2 separate regions of the Zea mays genome follow, and region 2 is linked to region 1. Evidence: chromatin contacts called from public Hi-C data. All regions are on one chromosome and are shown on one strand. Each heading gives the region's core, a stretch centred on a gene start, on an enhancer-like site or on the middle of the called end of the contact. The rest is flanking DNA. Distances are from core to core; before and after follow the strand shown.

Evidence for each region. Hi-C and Micro-C count contacts between places; a contact is called where the count stands out from the background.
Region 2: a Hi-C map of ear shows a contact between it and region 1, with 2.4 times the contacts expected there. The contact joins the enhancer-like site here to the promoter of LOC542766 in region 1. A contact is called at or near these places in 2 of 25 Hi-C or Micro-C datasets (ear and leaf).

Annotation. Positions count from the first base shown.
Region 1 is chr4:635,622-638,865 of Zm-B73-REFERENCE-NAM-5.0, reverse strand. It overlaps LOC542766 (c-4 methylsterol oxidase), which reads right to left and starts at 1,494. Exons shown (of 7, transcript NM_001279592.2): 1 at 1,142-1,494; 2 at 812-949. The coding sequence starts at 1,180.
Region 2 is chr4:1,125,281-1,128,524 of Zm-B73-REFERENCE-NAM-5.0, reverse strand. No RefSeq gene overlaps it. Among protein-coding and RNA genes, the nearest start is that of LOC100285388, 13 kb to the left of the region's middle. Within about 2 kb of position 1,659, at least 13 of the 20 cell types and tissues checked have an H3K27ac peak or open chromatin away from gene starts, as enhancers often do. A contact at or near this core is called in ear, where this site is marked.

The sequences.
Region 1 (3,244 bases), core at 245-2,744:
TGGAACAGAATTAATAGCATGCATGTTCTGCTTCACATGGGAATCTAGGCATTGCAATCCGATGAAAGAACCAGAATATCTAGTGGAACAAAATATCACTGAATCTCCAATTTAGCCAAACCCTTGGTCGTAGCTATGTTTTCTTATGGAACAACTCAATTTCAATTCTAAAGAAAGTTAGATAAGATCTGGATAGAAAAGATTAACTGAATATTAATATGGCATGGTGCGAACAGCTGAAACAATACTATTGCAAGGTGAGCGCTGTAAAGATCAAATATTCAACAGTTCCCTGTAAAAATGTACATGTTAATCGCGAAGACGTGGACAATGGGAACGAATTCTCCCGATTTCCGTTCTCCCTTCTGTGGGGAAAAAGGGAAACTGAAAGGGAAAGGACGGCGACTCTATGTTCATCTTTCCATGTCTTTATGTGGTCACAGTGGGTAGCGAAAACAGTTATCACTGGATCCTCCTCCACGGTGGGTGGGTTAAGCGGAAGAGGAAAGTGTCACCTCGATTTGCCCAGTCTGGGAGCCCTATCGTCCCATTTATTTGCTGTTTGTTCCTCCTACTCCTACTCTTTCCGAGCGAAGTTGTGTAACCTTTTGATTCCTACTAGTATATGATTTGAGGAGACAAGAAGATCCATCCATTAATGGACGCAGGCTGGGCGACTGACAGACAATTGACGGGCCGAGAGGTGAATGGATCAAATCGGGCATGTTACTCTTTCAGATTAGCAGCGGCAGTGGGCACTGGCTCAAAAGGAAAAGGACAAGAAAAAAAAGAAGCATGGGGATGGGGGTACCTGGATCTTGTACTTGGCGAAGAGTCCGAAGCGCTCGAAGAGGAGGGAGGGGAGGCCGGAGAGGAAGAAGACGGTCTCGTGGAGCAGGAAGGTGACGACGGTGGCGAGCTGGAACTCGGTGAAGTTGGCGATCAGGAGCTGCATTCATTTGTGTTTTCCCGTTACGTTTCCCCCGGCGAGGAACAGCAGTGAGAGACAGAGATCTGGGGATGAGGAGGGAGAGAAGAGAGCGGAGCAGAGATTGATTGGCAGAGAGAGAGAGAGAGAGAGAGAGAGAGAGAGAGAGAGAGAGAGAGAGAGAGAGGGAGGGGGAATAGTAGGTGGGGGTACCTGCCACGCTGAGTCGATGGCTGACATGGGCGCCGCCATTGTGAGAGAGATAGATCGCCGGCGGCGAAGATGCCGAGGAGGGGAGAGGGGAGGCTGAGCCTGGCCTGCGACTGGGAGGAGAAGGCGGATTTTTTTTTCTCTAGCCTTTTGGCAGGCTCTGCTTGCGCTCGCTAAAGCGGCGAGCTCAGACTCCTCTCGTGGCCTTCCAATTCCATTGCTCCGTCTCCTCTCTTTTGGCCTGTCGTGGCCTTGTGCCGTACCGCCGCTCACGTTGCCACTTGCCTCGCCGCCACATGCGTGCAAGTCATGAATTCCATGGATGCATGTGTAGCCCTGGAATTGGATTCCAATCTAGTCATGAATCCGTGCGTCTCATCAGTCTATATGCTTTCTTTTCAAATTTCGTTACCACAAAATCAACCAAAAAAAGTGTGTTTCAAATAAGCCTGGTTCGGTTATTCCTAACATATGGATTGGCTGGTATTAAAAAAATTATGAAAAATTATGACTTATTTGGAATTTAAACACATCCAATCACACTCAATCCACATGGACTGAGAGGAAAGCGAACAGGCCCTAAGCAGACATGGGCTATCTTCTTTATTAAAACCTCACCCGATTTCGAGCGCTCTCCGTACGACGCGCTCCGGCTGTGCCGAAGGCACAGATGCGAACTCGTCCTTAAACTGAGCTTTGAGCTAGCTCGTGTCCAGCTCTCATACCCCACACTGTGTCCAGCTCCCATCCCTTCCACGCTGTCCTTGTCTGATTGTCTCCCCACCTCGCAATTGTCGTCCGTGCTCGAATTGCTCCACCAGCCCGCCTCGCCGTGGGGCACGACCTTCCTCCACGACACCTGCGGCTCCGACAACCATGACGACAACATGCTCCTCTATGACCACGGCCACCACACCTTCTTCCTCCTCCCCCAAATCACCACTGAGGTCCACATCTGGTCGCCTCCCCAGCCGACCACACCACCATGATGCCAACGGAAGTGCGCCTCGACGCCACCTCGGCCTTACATAGCATCGAAAGCCATCGACCTCTCGCTCGATTCGTCTTCGGTCGGACCTCTTCTCTGCCCAAACCCTACACCCACCATTTACCAAAAATAATTGTTCGATCTCCTTTGTGGAAAGTTTCGCTTATAGATCGTTATCGTAGGCTACTCCACCGTCTCCTTTAGGGGCTCTAACTTCAGCACCAGGCCCTTCTCCATAGCTCTTAAGTACGTGAGCACTCCTCAGATCCGCTACACTTGTGTTTGCCTGATCTTGCAGCACCTTGATTTGCCGGAGAACAAGTCGACCATGAAATGGGAGTTCTCGAGGGCGAATATGAAGAAGGTATTGGGTTAGTGACTACCCTTGCATTTGTTTGTCATTTGTCTACACCTCTACTCAATAGGGTAAAATGGCTAGGTTTGGATTCATTATGTCAGATGTTATTCGCACCAGTCCTTGGATCTTCAGTGTCTCAGATATGGTAGTGAACTAGATTGGCTGACTCACTTGGATGTTGAAGTTTAAATTTTGAGTTAATTGTTTGTTGGTAGATATTCTTGTAATGTGACACTTTACCAATCAGTGTATTCCATCTCCATTCTAATTGCAGTGGTAGTTTTAATACATGTTTTTGTGTCGTCGAGGCCAACATCAGAGGCACAAAATGTTTTCATTCGACAATGTTGCTAGAAAAGCATAAGAATGCTAGGAAGCTATAAGCACAAAAATAAAAAGGTATGTTATATCAAAAGAAGCTACTGAAAGTCGCCTAGAGGGGGGGTGAATAGGGCGAAACTGAAATTTACAAAGTTAATCACAACTACAAGTCGGGTTAGCGTTAGAAATATAATGCAAGTCCGAGAGAGGGAGCAAAAACAAATCACAAGCGAATAAAGAAGTGAGACACAAGGATTTGTTTTACCGAGGTTCGGTTCTCTCAAACCTACTCCCCGTTGAGGTGGTCACAAATACCGGGTCTCTTTCAACCCTTTCCCTCTCTCAAACGGTCCCTCGGACCGAGTGAGCTTCTCTTCTCAATCAAACGAGAACCAAACTTCCCCGCAAGGACCACCACACAATTGGTGTCTCTTGCCTT
Region 2 (3,244 bases), core at 410-2,909, 490 kb before region 1:
GCACACCTAGGAACCTCTGGTGCTCCCTTTGCCGAAAGCTAGTCCAGCGGGCACTCGATAAAGAGTGAGCCTTTGTTGAGTGCGAGTACAGTAGACAATCGGTAAAGAGTGAGCCTTTGCAGAGTGTCACGATGGTATTCGGAAAAGTCTCTGTCGCCGTGACGGCGACTTTTCTTTGCCGAGAACCACGCCACGTAGTTTGCCGAGTGCCCGACAAAAAGTACTTGGCAAAAAAGTCGTTGCCAATGTACAGTTCACCGAGACTTATTTGCCAAGTGTCACACTCGGCAAAGGCTTCGTCGAGTGTTTTCCAGGCTTTGCCGAGTGCTTTAGACACTCGTCAAAGCAGCTGTTTCCGATAGTGTCTAACACAAATTAATTATCACTTTTGTTCGAATCGCCTCTTTTAATACGATGCAGGAAAATATCTTGACTTGTTTGCCGAGTGTCACACTCGGCAAAGGCTTCGTCGAGTGTTTTCCAGGCTTTGCCGAGTGCTTTAGACACTCGTCAAAGCAGCTGTTTCCGATAGTGTCTAACACAAATTAATTATCACTTTTGTTCGAATCGCCTCTTTTAATACGATGCAGGAAAATATCTTGACTTGTAGAGGTCAAATGATCTTCCATAATATTTTATTTACCGGCATAGCCATTTGTTTTACTACTCCTTTATATATAGATATATATACACTGGTTGCACAGTAAGCACTCCCAGATAGGGTCTATTCAATAGAGAATGAAGTTGATCATCTAGATGCTTATTATTAATTAGTGTCTGGCCGTGCTTGGTCGATGTAGGCATATGGACTGCTATATATCTAGCTAGCAATGCAACTAGTCGCTGGGATCATAATAGTAAAGCTGATGCTTGTGCCATGTGTGTTTGTCACTTTGCCCGATCGAATGCCTCCATATGCATGTGACTGGCTATACAGATAGGTAGCTACATATATATATGTTTATGTACTGATTGATGCTGATCATCTGCAGCGACACTAGCTGAACTATAAACATCCATTAATCCATTCAAGAAATTCTGTCTCTTGTGTTGTCCTTAATTACCTGCTGCCTTTGGTCGTCCTTGCTTTCTGCTAGAGTGATAGTGCTTGATTGCCTAATAATCTATATATAAGTACAATATTTAACCTGCTAGCTCGATCTGTTTATGCAGCAGTGACTGACGTACGTACGTCACCATACAGGCCGGCGCATGCATAATATATATTCCCTTCTGCTTGCTGCGCTAGCTGTTGCGTAGTAAGCAAGACGACGACTGACTGCATGCATCCTTTGATCGATCTGAGATTCCTTCCTTCTCAGATAGCTAGCTAGTGCTGTGGATGCTTGCCTGATGGCATGGCATGTAGATATTGATCGATCTGCAGCCCCGCTGTTGTTTGTTTCCATTCGTTCGTTGATACATATATATAGCTAGCTAGCATGCATGCACTGTTTGATGTATAGCTTTGCATGCACACTACTGACGATCGCATTCAGTACGTACTGGCCGGCTGTAGTTTCTTAATCGATCAGAGTGCTAGCTGCTGCTGGCTGGATCATATCACATGAGCCAGCAAAGATTCTTGCTTGCTTGTCTCATCCTCTGTCACACATGCATACATACATCCATCCGTCACCACTGTGACCATGTACTCCGATCCACAGCGATATATATTATAGATGGACCCTACACTACTATACTGGAGGACTACGTACGTGTGTACTCTGAACTGAAAGCTGCTTTACAATAGCAAGGCAGCTAGCATGATGCATGATATGATGGAACGTGAGAATGATCGTTCATGTGCGCAGCTCAGCTAGCTCCATCGATCCATCTGGACGTACGAGATGTAATACACCCTCTGTAAAAAAAATATGCACAAACATTAGCCCATATTATATTCTTATCTAAAGTGTTAATTATTTACTACCGGAAACATCTGCTTTGTCGAGTGTCTTAAGCACTCGGCAAAGCCTGAAAAACAATCGGCGAACACTCGGCAAAGAAGGCTCGGTGAACTATACATCGGCAACAGCTTTTTTGCCGAGTACTTTTTATCGGGCACTCGGCGTACCACTCGTTACTCGGCAAAAAAATGTCGCCGTCACGACGCCAAGTGACGGTGTCAGATCCTGTGCCGAATGCCAGCCGAGCGGCACTCAGCACATGCCCACTCTTTGCCGAGTGTCCACCGTACTGACACTAGACAAAAAGCCCCTGGTGGGCCCCTTTACCAGTTCCTTTGCCGAGCGTATTAGGTGGCGCTCGACAAAGATTACTTCTTTGCCTTATGCCCGACAGACTAGCACTCGGAAAAGGGATCACCAGTGGGCTCCTTCGTCAGTTCCTTTGCCAAGTGCACTAGGAGACACTCGGCAAATCTTGCTTCTTTGTCGAGTGCCAACAACACAACACTTGGCAAAGAAGCTTTATCGGTGCTCAGTTGTGCCTTCTTTGTCGTTTGCTATGACCTTGACACTCGGTAAAATACCTCTTTTTTATTTGTTTTTGCTATTCCATCCAAACAAACAAAAGACATTATCATATATACATCACATATATCACATAATAATCACATATACATCACATATCTCACAAAGACCATAAATCTCATAAATCAAACAAGTTTGAACCCAAACATAAGTCTCCAACACTCAAGAACATAAGTCTGAAGTATCTCACAAAGCAATACCAACATCAACAAGTTTAGACCAAGTTATCTCACAAAGTATTAACAACACTAACAAAGATAAGATCATGTGCACAAAGTATCTCAGCGAGGTGGGTGGTTGGACTGGTGCGGCGATGGGCTGGACGATCATGAGGGTTGTTGGATGCCGCCCAGATTGTCTCTACACAGATAAGAGATTACATGTGTTATACTAGATGAATATATATCATGTAGGACTAGAATTTTGATACTCACGGGAGTGTAGAACTGAGCAGGGTCAACTGGAGGGAACAACAGAAGTTGTGGAGCAAAACCATGTGCGGCACCAAGGCTCTGCATGTACTGGAACATCTCCGCCATCCTCTGCTGGTCTGCCAAGCGGGCCTCTCGCTCTGCTATCATCCTCGCCTCCATCTCCTGTCGTTCCCTCCTCTCTTCTTCTATCTGGGCCTGTAATATTTCACCCCAATGTTATAATAACTCAAAGAGAAGGTATATAACTCAAGAAATGACGAGTTACAGAAGCACTAACCTGGAGTTGTTGTATCCGATGATGTGAGCTGTTTTGCC